2 separate regions of the Hordeum vulgare genome follow, and region 2 is linked to region 1. The links are chromatin contacts, called in public Hi-C maps. All regions are on one chromosome and are shown on one strand. Each heading gives the region's core, a stretch centred on a gene start, on an enhancer-like site or on the middle of the called end of the contact. The rest is flanking DNA. Distances are from core to core; before and after follow the strand shown. Region 1 holds the start of LOC123442418 (probable glutathione S-transferase GSTU6). Region 2 has its middle 20 kb from the start of LOC123442416.

Evidence for each region. A called contact is a pair of places that touch in the nucleus more often than the background predicts.
Region 2: a Hi-C map of leaf shows a contact between it and region 1, with 2.0 times the contacts expected there. The contact joins the enhancer-like site here to the promoter of LOC123442418 in region 1. A contact is called at or near these places in 2 of 6 Hi-C or Micro-C datasets (both in leaf).

What each region holds. Positions count from the first base shown.
Region 1 is chr3H:5,791,377-5,798,512 of MorexV3_pseudomolecules_assembly, reverse strand. LOC123442418 (probable glutathione S-transferase GSTU6) reads right to left here and starts at 2,850. Exons shown (of 1, transcript XM_045118455.1): 1 at 1,939-2,850. The coding sequence starts at 2,850. The coding sequence ends at 2,032.
Region 2 is chr3H:5,836,961-5,844,096 of MorexV3_pseudomolecules_assembly, reverse strand. No RefSeq gene overlaps it. Among protein-coding and RNA genes, the nearest start is that of LOC123442416, 20 kb to the right of the region's middle. Within about 2 kb of position 3,371, at least 2 of the 3 cell types and tissues checked have open chromatin away from gene starts, as enhancers often do. A contact at or near this core is called in leaf, where this site is marked.

The DNA.
Region 1 (7,136 bases), core at 1,601-4,100:
TCTAATTTTGTTACTTATGCACGGAATTTATCACGGCAAAGGGTTATGCGATGCAACAAATCTTACTCAAAATGCAGTCTATTAAAATATCGTCAATGCACTGTGATACCAAAGGTTTCATTCATCTTTTACTGTCTTGTGAACTAAAATTTGTATGCATTACAAGAAAGAATGGCATTTTTGTTAATTCACTTTTCTTGTGTTTTTTCCTTTCTCTGTATCTTGCTTCGATCACTAATACAAATTTTCATCTGTTGAAGGTTGGGGTATTATCTTTAAAATGTATACTAGAACAATTTTCCTCCGGTTTGAAGGAAACTTCATCTCGTACAACTTTTGGTTGAACAACCCTTGGCTATATATCATAGGAAAAAGCTTATTTTAAACCCTGAATTCATAGAAGTTTGGCGAATCAAACCATCAAGTCTAAATCTTTGTCGTTTGCTCCCTAAACTACATGATTCCGGTCTAAATCGGACCCTGAGACACAAAAATAAAATGTCAACCGGGATTCGGCTGGCTAATGGGCCAAGTAGTGCGTTGGGTCGGCCCATTTTATTTTTTTAGTTAGACTGCCAAAAAAGTCTGTCGTGTGGTCTAAAAAACTTAAAAACAAAAAAATGAATACAAAACGTTCATAAAGGCGAAATAAGTTAATAAAAAAGGCTGCCCTTTAAAAAAATGAAAATATATATATAAAATAAAATGAATTTTTTTTATAAAAAAAAGAGTAAAAGAAAAAGAAAAAGAAAAACATACGCTGGGCAGCTGCAACAGCTGGAGCTAAAGTCAGCAGCTCTATATTGACCAGCAAATGTGATTTTTCAGGTTAGCACGTACAATATTTTCACTAGCTATGGAATATTCAGACAAGTAGTAGTGCTGCAGCAAAAACATTTCTCTTAAGAAAAATAGAGCGTGTGTAATTTTCCGTGCGGCATTTCAAAATCTATTTAAGTATTATTAAAATAGTACATGCCATCTTAAAATTTATTTAAATATAATAAAAATATTATGTTGCATTTCAGAATAAATTGAAATATTATAAAGATAGTACGTGGCATTTTAAAATATAGTTAGATATTATAAAAATAGTACGTGGCATTTCAAAATATATTTAAATATTAAAAAAACAGTACGTGGCATTTCAAAACATATTTAAATATTATAAAACTAGTACATGGCATTTCAAAATTTATTTAAATACTATTAAAATAGTACGTGACATTTCGAAATATATTTAAATATTATAAAAATAGTACGTGGCATTTCAAAATAGTACTTGTCATTTCTAAATCCATGATTATTTCTTCAAAATTGGTGAATTTGTTTTCTCATTTTTTTATTTCCGTAAATATTGTGAAGTCCGAGAGCGAGATAGGCTTGATTGGGCTGGCTCAGTCATTTTCGCGCGTGCCCGCGCAGCGCAGCCCAATCCCGACGAACCCAGGGTTCTTTTTAAACCGGGATTGCATAGTTTAAGGTGTAATCGATAGGGATTTTGAATTAAAGGTTCATTTCGCCAATCTCTATAAATTTAGAGTTCAAAATGGACATTTTTCTATATCATAGTAGGAACAACTTTGGTTGAAACATTTAAGATATATAGGTAAGTGACTATACCCATGAGTGAACTGTTTTTTGATACCTTTATATACTTATCTTAGTTAAATTGACTTTCACACTGTAAACTGTCAGCTCACTTATTCATATCTTTTTTTTTACTTTATAAGGAAAACAACACAATCACACACGCGCTTCATGACTCCGCCTGCTAGTAAAATACTCCCTCCGTTTAAAAAAAATTGTCTTAGATTTGTTTGAATATAAATGTATTTAATCACGTTTTAGTATTTTGATACATTCATTTCTAGACAAACCTAAAATAACAATTTTGGGATGGAGGGAGTAAATATCACCTTGTGACTGACACGACTATTGAGATCTGAATTGTGTTGGATCTTCCACGGTGAAAGAAAGGTTGGTATGCATGATTGGTACAGATCCAACGAGTCTAAAATCGAGCCCTAGTTAATTCGCAGTAGCCTTGGCAGCGTTCTTGGTGTGTATGAACCTGACGTACTCGACGACCCGGTCGACGTCCTGGAGCAGCTCCACGGCGGCGTCGAGCTCGCCGAAGCGCCGCAGCCACGCCGCCAGCAGCGGCGTCCTGCCTTCATCCTGGAATAGCCTCTCGCCGGAGACCCTGGCTACGGCGTGCACGTACGAGACCGCGCCGCCCACCACGACGTCGACGTACCCGACGCTTTCACCGCCGAAGAAGCATCCTTTCCTGCCCCCGTCGGTGCACTCCCCCAGCCCACGCTCCAGCCCGTCCGCCGCGTCGACCACCTTCTTCATCCACGCCGCCCGCTCCTCCTCCGTCCCTGCCCGGAGCGCCCTGTCCCACGGCGCGCCCAGCTCGTCGTCGAAGTATGCCGCCCAGAACCTCGCCACGGCGCGCTCGTGCGGGTCGGCGGGGAGGAGGGTGGGAGGTCCGAAGGCCTCGTCGACGTACTGGAGGATGGCCTGGGACTCGCAGACGGGGCGGCCGCGGTGGATGAGGACGGGCACGGCGCGGTGGACGGGGTTGCAGCGGAGGAGCAGGTCGCTCTTGCTGCGCAGGTCCTCCTCCACGTACTCGTACCGCACGCCCTTGAGCCGCAGCGCCAGCCGCACCCGCGTCACGAACGGGCTCCCCCAGTGGCCCAGCACCGTCACCTCGCCCTCGTCTCCGGCCATCGATCGAGCCCAGGCTTGGACTAAAATCCGGCGCGGTGCTCGTCGTGTACGGCGCGGTGGTTCAGTTGGGTGGGTATATATAAAATCCTTAATGCTTGTAGTTGGCATTCGCTTGCTTCAGCATGAATCTTCTTCCCGGCTTTATCTTGGGAAGAAGATCAATCAAGAAAGATTAAACAATGTTATCTTCCACGCTAAATAACGGATGCATCGAGCCAGCTGCCTAGACTCTAGAGAGCATCACATCACATTGCACGTTCAACGTTTGACCAAACAATTTGATTTTAGAAAAACTGTCATTACACAATTATTTTTTCAGGTTATCTACAGAACCACGATTTAAATTCGTACGTGGTCGTTATTTAATCATGCGGACTCCAGAGAGTATATGGCTATTGGGTGCAACCGATGAAAGATGACCGGACAGGCTATCTTCAGTCGATTAGATGATAAATTAATAATATGCTAAGTGTATAGACATTGTAGCTTACTTTTGATTTCACCAGATGTGTGAGTTTTCAACTGTTCCCAGCACTTGTTTTTACACTCAGTTTGTGAGCTCTTTGCGGATCTAAGACTTTATGCTTAAATTAATAAATATAGTTGCATGCATCGATTGATACAAAGGTTGAGGGCTTGGTTCTTTTTTTTTTTTTTTTGAAAGCAACAGCATCTCTAACATCAAACACTTCAAACACATACGAACTGTCATCTCTAAATTCATCTTTTGCTTTCGAGCATTTCTCCCAAACTCTAGCGAACCACAAAAGACCAAACCTGAACATGTCGAACAAACCTCAAAGATTTTGAATAGTATCTTGACTGTCATCTCTAACCTGAAACACTTCAAACACATATGAATTGTCATCTCTAACTTCATCTTGTGCTTTCAAGCATTTCTCTCAAACTCTGGTGAACCGCAAAAGACCAAACCTGAACATGTCGAACAAACCTCAAAGATTATAAATAGTATCTTGAGTCCCACCCCAAATAGGTGGGAATCTGAGATCAACGACCCTACTCCTGGGACATACTCCTTTGCAAGGCAGACTGTTGAACCGCTGGTTTATCGGCATACACTTGTACATTTTTATACACATTTAATGTTTCTGAACTACAGGATTAACATTTATCAAAGTAATTGTTTATGAATACGTGCCAAACATCCTTCAAATTTTTGAATTATACAAACATATTTAGAACTATGCGAACATGTTTTAAAACCAATTCACGAACATATTTTTTTAACTTGTAAGCATTTTTTAAAAGAAATGTACATTTTTTTGATCGTATGAAACCTTTTCTAACAGCAGTTTTTTTTCTTACATTGTATATATATTTTTAATTGACATGTGCATTCTTTGGAAACATGTGATTTTATAAATGTTGTAATGTTTGTAATGCAATATTTTAAAAAACTAAGCTACTCCATCTGTCTCTTAATTGACGATCAAATGAATGTATCTAGACATATTACAATGCTAGATACATTTGTTTGAGCGTCAATTAATATGAAACGGAGGAAGTAACAACATTTTACGCCGTGTTGGCATTTCAAAGTACAATAACTAAATTACTTTCCGAAGTATATGTATTTAGAATGTCTCAGAATATAAACAAAATTTTAAAAAAAACTATATGGCGAACTAATGCACATTGGTCGGCTGAACTTAGCGCGTTCCCTAAGGCGAGGCGTTCCTCTATCGTCTCTCTATAAGCCCGGCAAATGTTAAATGCAGCAGATCCTATAAGAGAGAGAGATGTGTGGCTCTATACGTGCGGTGGGTGGTTCATTTTCTTTTTCTTTTTCCCTTCCCCTTTTCTTTAGATAGTTGGATGGACGTGACCAATGACATTAATCCATGGCAAAATTTGTAGGGGAGCTCCTACATGCCGCTCAATGCGGCACGCAGCCCTGCACCGCACAGAGGGCCCGGACTGGGCCGGCCCAGTTTTACTTTTTTTCTGTTACTTTTTTCTTCTCTACTTATTTTCTTTTTTTTCGTTCGTTTTTTCTTTTTTTATTTGAAGAAACTATATTTTTCGAATTTGCATGACAATTTTGAAAAATCATGAAGAAATTTGAAAGTGTGATCAATTTTTTAGAGCCCAAATATTTTTTAAATCTTGAGAACAAAATTTTCAAAACGAGAACCATTTTGAAGCACCCTGAACAAATTTGAACGCGCAAAAAAAATTGTTAAGCACGAACATTTTTTAAATTTTGAGAATAAATTTTGAAACTGCAAACAATTTTAGGAAACGTGAACAAATTTGGAAGCGTGAACAATTTTTCAAAGCAGGAACATTCTTTGAATCTTGAGAACAAAATTTGGGAAAAGGTGAACAATTTTGAAAAATCCTGAACAAATTTGAAAGCGAGGACATATTTTTAAACCACGAACATTCTTGGAATTTTGAGAACAAACTTTGAAACTGAGTACAATTTTTTTTTAAATGAACAAATTTGGACGCTTGAACAATTTTTTAAAGCACGAATTGTTTTTAAATCTAAGGAACAAAATTTTGAAAAGGAGAAAATGTTTGAAAAACAACAACCAAATTTGAAAGTGCGGACAAATTTTTAAAGCACGAGCATATTTTGCATTTTGAGAAGGAATTTTGTAACTGAGAACAATTGAAAAAACGTGAACTAATTTTGAAGAGCGAACTATTTTTTAAATACACGACCATTTCTTGAATCTTGAGAACAAAATTTTAAAAAGGAGAACAATTTTGTAAAACCCCAAACAAATTTGAAAGAGCGAACATTTTTTTTAAAACAAACACTTTTTTGAATTTTTTGGACAAATATGAAATCTATAACAATTTTAAAAAATAAACAAATTCGGAAGCGCGAACAAATTTTTAAATACACAGAATTTTTGAAAACATAAACAATTTCTTAGTCTATAAACAAATTTCAAAACAGGAGCATTTTACAAACAAAGATCATTTTCTTTCTAAGAACGAATATTATTTTTGTAAGAAAGAACAATTTCTGAAATTGGTGAACAATTTTTGAACTTATGTACACTTTTCAAAAGAGGAACGTTTTTTGAACTTACGTACATTTTTTGATAGGACAAATAGTTTTTAGAAAATGAAGAATATTTTCTAAACTTCAAGAACATTTTAAAATCATGAATAATTTTAGAATTGGCGAACAAAATTTGAACAATTTTCAATTTGTGAACAAAGTTTGGAAAAGAAGACACATTTTTCGTAACACGGGAACATTTTTCATAAAAATGTGAAAAGCAAGCACATATTTTAAAAAATTGTGAACAATTTATGAAAATAGGAACATTTTTTTGAATACGAGAACAATTTTTGAAACTCGAGATTTTTCAAAAGATGAACCCATTTTGGAAGCAGGAACATTTTTTGAAGCACAGACATTTAAATATAAAGTGTGAATACGAGAAGATTTTTTGGAATTCAAAACAAAAATTATCAAATGTCAAACAGAAAAATAGGAAAAGGGAAATGGAACAAAAGTGAAGGAAAAAATTAAAAAGGAAACAATAACATTTTTCGAAAGAAAAAAACTTTTTTTTAAAATGGCGAACATTTTTTGAAAATGTCGGACATTTTTCTAAAATCCTGAACATTTTGAAGCTAGGAGTGTTTTTTGGAAAACAGCAAATATTTGAAATTTAGAACATCTTTATAAAATCAAGAACATTTTCTGAATTTCAAGAAACAATATAGAACATAAACTTACATTAAAAAATAACCATAGAAAAAAAGGAAATAAAAGAAACTGAAGCAGAAAACCGAAAAATGAAAAAAAAAGGAAAAAAACGAAACATAAAAAGGGACGAAAAAACTGAAGCAGAAAACAGAACTGCCTGCAAAAGGAGATAGGCCGGCCCAGTTTGTCGCATCCCTGTGCGTTTGCCCGACTATTTGCTGCCAAGAGGGTTAAATAGGATTTTACTATTTTATGTGTGGCGGGTGATGTCTGAGGCCCGCCATAGGTGGTTGAGTTACCAGTGGCACACATGTACTGCGGCCCGTCATTGATATTTTTAGACAAATTTGCTCCAAGATCAAAAAATACCAATGGCGGGTACGTGTTGCTGCCCGCCGGAGGTAACTCAAGTACTAGTGGTGGGCGTAGTTTTGTGCCCGTCATTGGCAACATTTCCTCCATGACAATTTGGACCGGTATTATCAGTGGCAGACGCAAACTCGCGCTCGCCACTACTAACCTAATAGCAATGACGGTCCGGATTTTTCATCCGGCACTAATAAATTTTAAAATTACCAATGTTGGGTTTTGTATTACTCTACGCCAGTTAAATGGGGTTCATATATATGTCCTTTTTCAGCAGTGCGATGGTGGTTTCATGCATAGACCTACTGAATATGAATGTTAAGATTACTCC
Region 2 (7,136 bases), core at 2,122-4,621, 45 kb before region 1:
AACCATTGACCATGCACTTTTTAAGTAATTAATGAAATATTTCCTTTTTACATACAAACCATGGCAAAAATATTTGATGGATCATGTCAAATTTTAGTAATTCATCATGACAAGTTTAGTTTCTTAATTTTTTTATAACATGTTACAATTTAATTTAAACATAGTAGAAAAAGCAGTTGAAATATATCATGTCAACTTCATTGTAATCATGATGGTAATTTATGTGCAAAAGACATGCCAACTTTTATCCCAAAAACAAAGTCGTCGAAATATATTGATATGAGATTTAGTTTCAAAGATCTCGCTGCGACGGATTTAGTGGTGAAAATGTTTTTTAATCGAAATTTTCATTCAAGAGGTAAAACATTTTAAAGTTTGAAAAATCCAAAATATTCCCACTAACATCATCTGTTTTTGTCCTGGTTGCATGTATTTTGTTAGAAATAAAAAAAGCTGACATGTCACAATAGGTGGCTAGAAGGGAGTTTGGCCCATCCTCTTTTAGCCCACACGTGTGGCCCTTATTAGTGTCCCTGTTTTTTAGACAATCTCGTAAAGTTTTTTATTAACCCGTCAAAATATTTACAGGGGCAAAGTAAAATCATCAGGGTTGCTTAATCACACATGATGATCAGCCCCAAATGAGAGAGCATGCTTTAATAAATTGTGAGCGTCGATATTAGAGCGTTTGTACTCACAACTAGAAAAAACAACTAGAACGATGACAATCTTGCAATCTGAAGGAACATAAATTCTTCGCTCATAGAGGTCATCCGTCAGGGCTAGCTCTAGTGTTGTAAGTGAGTCCTATATCCCGCCCATTGCTTGATATATGCACCTCCCGTCTACAACAGGCGCTGAATGGGTTGCTAAGCAACTGATGCTACGTCTATAGTTTTTGTTTATTTCTGCAGATCATTTCTTCAGTTCTTTAAATAGATATTTATTTTCTTCTATTGATTTCTTCGTTTTTCTCTGACATTTCTATTTTATGTGTTTTTTTCCGTTTTTAGTTTTTCTCTTGTTTTCAATATATGTCTATTTCTTAATACTCGTTGTATGTCTTTAAGTGAGGGAGCAACTGATGTTATATCTTTAGTTTTTTCTTTGTTTCTGCAGATCATTTATTCAGTTTTTCAAATACATGTTTATTTTCTTTATTTATTTACTCGGTTTTCTCTGACTTTTCTATTTTTATGTGTTTTTTTGCTGTTTTTTTAGCTTTTTTCTCTAGTTTTCAATACATGTCCATTTTTTAATACACTGTGTACAATTTTTTTTATACATATAAAATATATTTTTTGGGCATGTTAAATATTTTTTATATACATGATAAGTAACTAGACGACCAATCTGGCTAGCAAGCTCAAACATTGATATTAAAACAAATACATGATGAGTATTGTGTTTCAAATACATGTTTTGACTATTTATAGTAAATATTCAACATTTTTAATTACATGTTGGATATTTAAATGGTACAGAACATTTTCTAAATTATGCGGACTATTTCACATTCTTTTAACATTTTTTAAAATATCATGAAACTATTTTTGAAATGCGTGAATATCATTTTTGTCAAAGGTCACGAACATTTGTTTGAATGGTATGTAATATTTTTAATATTTACCTGAACAAAATTTATATAATGTATAAACATTATTTTTCTAGTTCCTTGAACAATTGTTTGAAATGTGCGAACATTTTTGAAGTTCACAAAACATTTTCTTCGAATACTATGGACATTTTTTAAAGGATGCAGGAGCATGATTTTTTTAAAATTGAAAAGAAAACCTTTTAATTTTGAACAAATTAATATTTCAAATACATGTATTTGGAATATTTCAAAATTTCTAATACTCAGTGTGTGCCCAGGAGGCGGTTGTACGAGCTTCCTCTTAAACCACCTCCAATACAGTTTGCATGATTAAAATATAGCTTCCGCCAACCGGAAGCTTTCTCATTCTATTGCAGGATGTCTGTTTCTTCATGTATGGTAAAGTGGCAATGACACCACATGTGCTTGAACTTGACGAGAAAAATCAGTTTGGTGCCAAATTTTTGACATAAATTGAATTGGTGACAAAACTTGACATGGAGATGCATATACGATGTTAATCCCATTTGTATATGCTAATAATGTGGGTGAGGCATGCACACGTGACGTGGGATCCAATGCCACTGACCGGAAGGTGAGGACTAAGGTGTGTGGCCTGGATTTTTGCAAAAAACACCTTGGATTTTTTCATAACGACCCCCCCCCCCTCGATTTTGTCATGTCCTATTTTGGTGAAAACAGTATGAAAAGAGAACGAATATGCGAAAACAAGATTCGAACACACGACCTCATCCTAACAAGCCAGTTATCCATGTCTTGCTTATTCTCGAGATGGGATAGATACACTAAATGACCATATGAGCAAGTACCCACGTGTGGTTGACATGATACTTCTTTAATTCATTAATACTATTATAGTTCATATTTATCATTTTCATTATGTAAATATTTGTTTAAATAATAATTTTTTATTTGTAGAATTACGTGAACATTGTTTTAAATAATAATAGTTCTTGTAAAGTGAGCACATGAATGCTTTGTGAATGCAAGAATATAGACTAAAAATACATGAATATTCTTTTGAATACATTAATAATATTTTTTAAATTCTGAAAAAAAATCGAAAAATCGAAAATTTTATTTTAGTTATATAAACATTTAGAAATAATATGTAAATATATTTTTGACAACATTACCATTATTTTACATAAGATTAGCTTTTAGAATTACATGCACATTATTTTATTGAACTAATATTATGTAGAATTACTTGAACATTATTTTAAATCAGAATATGTTTTTATAATTACAAGAAAAATATTTAAAATAAGACAATTTTTTAGAATCATATGAAAATAATTTTAAATAAGTTATTTAATTTTAGGTATATTATTTTCAATTTACATATTTTTATAGGATTCTAAGGATGTGAAAAAACTAACATGTGCAAATAAGCGGCTGGTGATTGCAGCCTGTTTAATCCCTATATGCGTGATGGGCTATACGCCATTAAGTATGGAAACCCCTGTTTATACAACAACTCATACTGTGGTGCGTTGGCTAGCGAACTAGAACTTGTGCTACGAAATATTTTGCGTCCTAATTTTCTCTGTATTGTGCCCTGATGTGTGGGGTTCAATTGCCACGTCTCAAGTTATTTTCAAGGAAAATAATTTCAGAGGCATTTCACAGAAAGATAAAATTCAAGGCTGTTTTTGCAAAATAAACATGCCACACGCCTTTGTCCTATGCCACATGTGTGCATGGGCGGATTTGGGCCCTCGGCAGCCCATGCCATTGCCTGGGGCGTGGGAACAAATTGGCCTGGGGCGCAGCCCAGTTCCAGGCCCAGGTAGCCCAGGCCAAACAGGCCCAACCGCCCAGGCCGACTTTCATAACTATTGGTTCGATAATCATCGGGCTGGTTGGAATATAACATTGAAAAGAAATCAGCCTCTTGCTTTTATTGTTTTATGTTTAAGCAACCAAGAGCTGAAAACTATGGTATTGAAGCATTCACGAAACATGGATTCAAAACATGGAAGGATGGGCCTAAACTTTTTAATCAACATGCTGGGAAGCATGATAGTGCTTATAATAAATCTAGGCAACATTATGAGGATTCCAAAAATCAAAGACAAAATCTGCCACATGTGTTTGATAGGGTTCTCAGAAGAAAGAAGAAGAATACAAAGCTCGTCTCTTGATTGTATTGAGTATTATAAAATGTTTAATACTACAAGATGTTGCTTTTCGTGGTCATGATGAGTACAACAACTCATTGAATAAGGGTAACTATAATGAGTTGTTGGACTTGTTCATAAAGAAAGACCCAAAGGTGGCAAAATTATTGGGGGATGCAGGAGATAACCATAAGTTGACTTCACATAAGATACAAAAGGATTTATGCAAGGCTTGTGCAAAAGAGACCACCAATGCCATTATTGAGGAGATTGGAGATAGTAAATTTGCATTACTTGTTGATGAGTCCAGAGATGCATCAATGAAGGAGCAAATGGCTGTGTGTTTGAGGTCAGTACCTTTGCTTGTATTGTATGTGTGTGTTCTTAAATTTTTATATATTAATCATCCTCCTTTGTCTATTTTAGGTATCTCGGCAAACAAAATGGGTGACGATTGGATGAATCATAGAATGGTATGTTACATTGAGTGAGATATATTTGTTAGTATTGAAGAATCAAAGATAATCGAGCGATTTCAAGGTTATCGCACACGTAAAGTCGTTTTGCCTCGTCATAGACGTAAGTTTTCACATTTTACATCTATCATTAACTAGTTTTATCTGCTATATTATGCATTGATTTGCATTTCAAAATTGATGATTGAAGGTTTAGCTTTTTCTGCTATTGAAGATGTGATCATGGGAGGCTCAGATCAACCAGCAATCCTTTGATTTGGTATCAATCATTTCATCATCTATACCATCTATCTATGCTACATATTGTCTTTTAATTTGTCTTGCTTTATTAATTGACCCATCATGAAACAAATGATGTCATTGAATATTGTGTTTGATTTAATATTAGTTATGCAGCATAGATTGACTTTTGTATGCCTTAAAACTAGAGTTTTTTCTAGGTAGTTTTTAGCCTTTGGTTTCTCGCCTGGGGCGTCAGCTAATCCTAGGTCCGCCACTGCATGTGTGTGCCTCGTCAGCATCCTTATTGTATTCAAACGGATAAGCATCGTACATGCATGCCTAAGCTAAGTTGTGTCACCAGTTTAATGTATGTCACAAGTTTTAGCATCAAATTGATTTTTCTCGCCAAGTTTATACACGTGTGATGTAATTGACTCCATGCTAAACTACCTGTACATCTCTAGAACTTAAGCATGCTGCAATACAAATAGCACTAGTGAGAATACTGGCATTCAAAGCGGTGTGACCAAACAGAATGAATGAAGCCGCCTGTATTATTAGAGTTTGGTGGTAGTATTCAGTTACAAACTTGTTAACAAAAAAGAAACGAGAGAGGAAAAGGAACAGTAAATTGAAGAAACAAGAAAAGAGGCTCCGTCTAGTTATATATGCATGGAAGCTTGACTACACTTTGGGGGTAGGTGTGTGTGTGTGTCTCACTTGACCCAGCAGTCCCCTAAGTAACGTTGGGCTGCACGCTTCTTTCTTTTGGACTTTCTCCGCATCGGTTCTGAACTTGCTTCAGTTACCATTCTTGTCAGGCACATGCTCCTCCCATCTGGTTGTTTTTCGTCACTCATCCTTGCTCCGGGTGTATCAGGGTACATGATAACGTCTTCTCTCGGCTTTGTGACCGGAATGAGACTCTCCGTGTAGGAAACCATAGCGAACATGAAGATATCCTTCCGACCAACAAAATCGAAGGAATCTACTCTAGGTTTGTTATACCTCAGCCTGTCCAGACAAACCATTTCCCTTACATCTGGATGTGCATTGTCATAGTGGTAAAGCCGATTACGACTGCGAATAAGCAAAACATCTTCCCGAGTGACCGATAAAACCTCGAAATTGCATGCCTCTGGTAAGATAATAACATAGTGTCGAGCCCATTCACCAGATTGTAATAACATCCAGATTACTTGTTTTCCTTCAAAGCCTTGAGCTAGGCATAATTTTCCGCCTAGCTCAACAATGTATATTAGCTCCTCCTTTGGCGAGAAAATTTCAGGATGGCTTATGAAGCTAAATGCTTCATCTTCTAAGTTAAAGCGGAGAACACCTTGTGAGGGCCTTTCAACAAGATCATCCCGGATGAACAAATACAAAGAGCCCTTGAAGTGCGTTATGGACCCTGGCCCAATCGGCAACGGTGGATCCTCCGTGATGCTCCTCCAGGAAGAATCGATGTCATCGTCACCGATTGTAAATATCTCCATTCCCATGCTGTAAGTTCCCAAGGAAAAATTCAGGTAACGGTAAAAGAAGCGAACGACCTTGTACTTGTTGGTGCAAGGGTCAAGGCCGAAACCAACTCTTGGGATTTGCGACACATCCTCTTGGCCATCAGGCAGCTTGAGTACATCATGTATGGCCGGGTTGAAGACGTACACCTTGGTGTCGGTCGAGAGGACTACAAGCCCATCACAGTGCAGCGTGTGGTAAACCGACCCGAACTCGCCATGGAAGGTTGTCGAGTGCACGTGGCGCGCCTCGCTCTCGCCATCTTGCCATGAGTAGAAGGAGATGTGGTTGGAAACGTTGGTCGGCCAGGCCTCTCTTCTGATCACCTGGCCCTCCAGGGTAAGCGGGGTGATGAGGAAGGAAGTCTTCCGTTCTTGGTTGTCGTTCTTGCCGGATTGCTTGAGATGTGAGCGGGCGAAGCTTGGATCGGAGATGATGGCACGCCAGGCCTTGCTGACGGACTTGAACCGCACCAGAGCTTTCACGGGCAGCCGGACAAGAATCTCGAATACCATCTGGTCTGGTAGCGCCGGGCAGTAGCGCGCTCTCCTTTTGTATACCATGAGTGTTTCCGGGCTGGTTTTCATGTCCCATTAAAGGGCGAGATCGTGCTGCTTTAACTCAATCATGTAAATGATAGGTTATTAAGAATTCAAAAAATCATACCATATATATGAGATCACCTTCCTAAAAGACAAGCATGAGTTTTTTCTCGATAATTTTTCAAAACAAAATTAGATATACCTCAATAACAAATCGCTATTTCCGTGCACTATGTCATTTATTAATTATTATCATTATCTTTACTATTAATTGACAACCACAACTTTCGTAATATGACAAAAATAACATATCTTTTTTGTTATGAGCGTACGCATCCATACGCCATTGCCGAGGGACGCTGTGAGCGACACCATGTAGGACATTGTGACCAGGCCTGACGTCGGCGTTATGTGCGAGAATGCCAGTGTGTGAATCACGACATCGAGGACCGTCACGTACATGCGTTCGTGGATGCGGTCATATTACATTTCTTGTCATTCTCAAATCAAGTGTGGCATTCAAATGTCAAAAAATACGTTAAGGAAATGTGTCCAACAATACTCAGTAGTAGTCGTCGTCATTCATAGCAACCATTAATGCAAAAATGTTTTGGAAATCGAGCTTGAATCAATT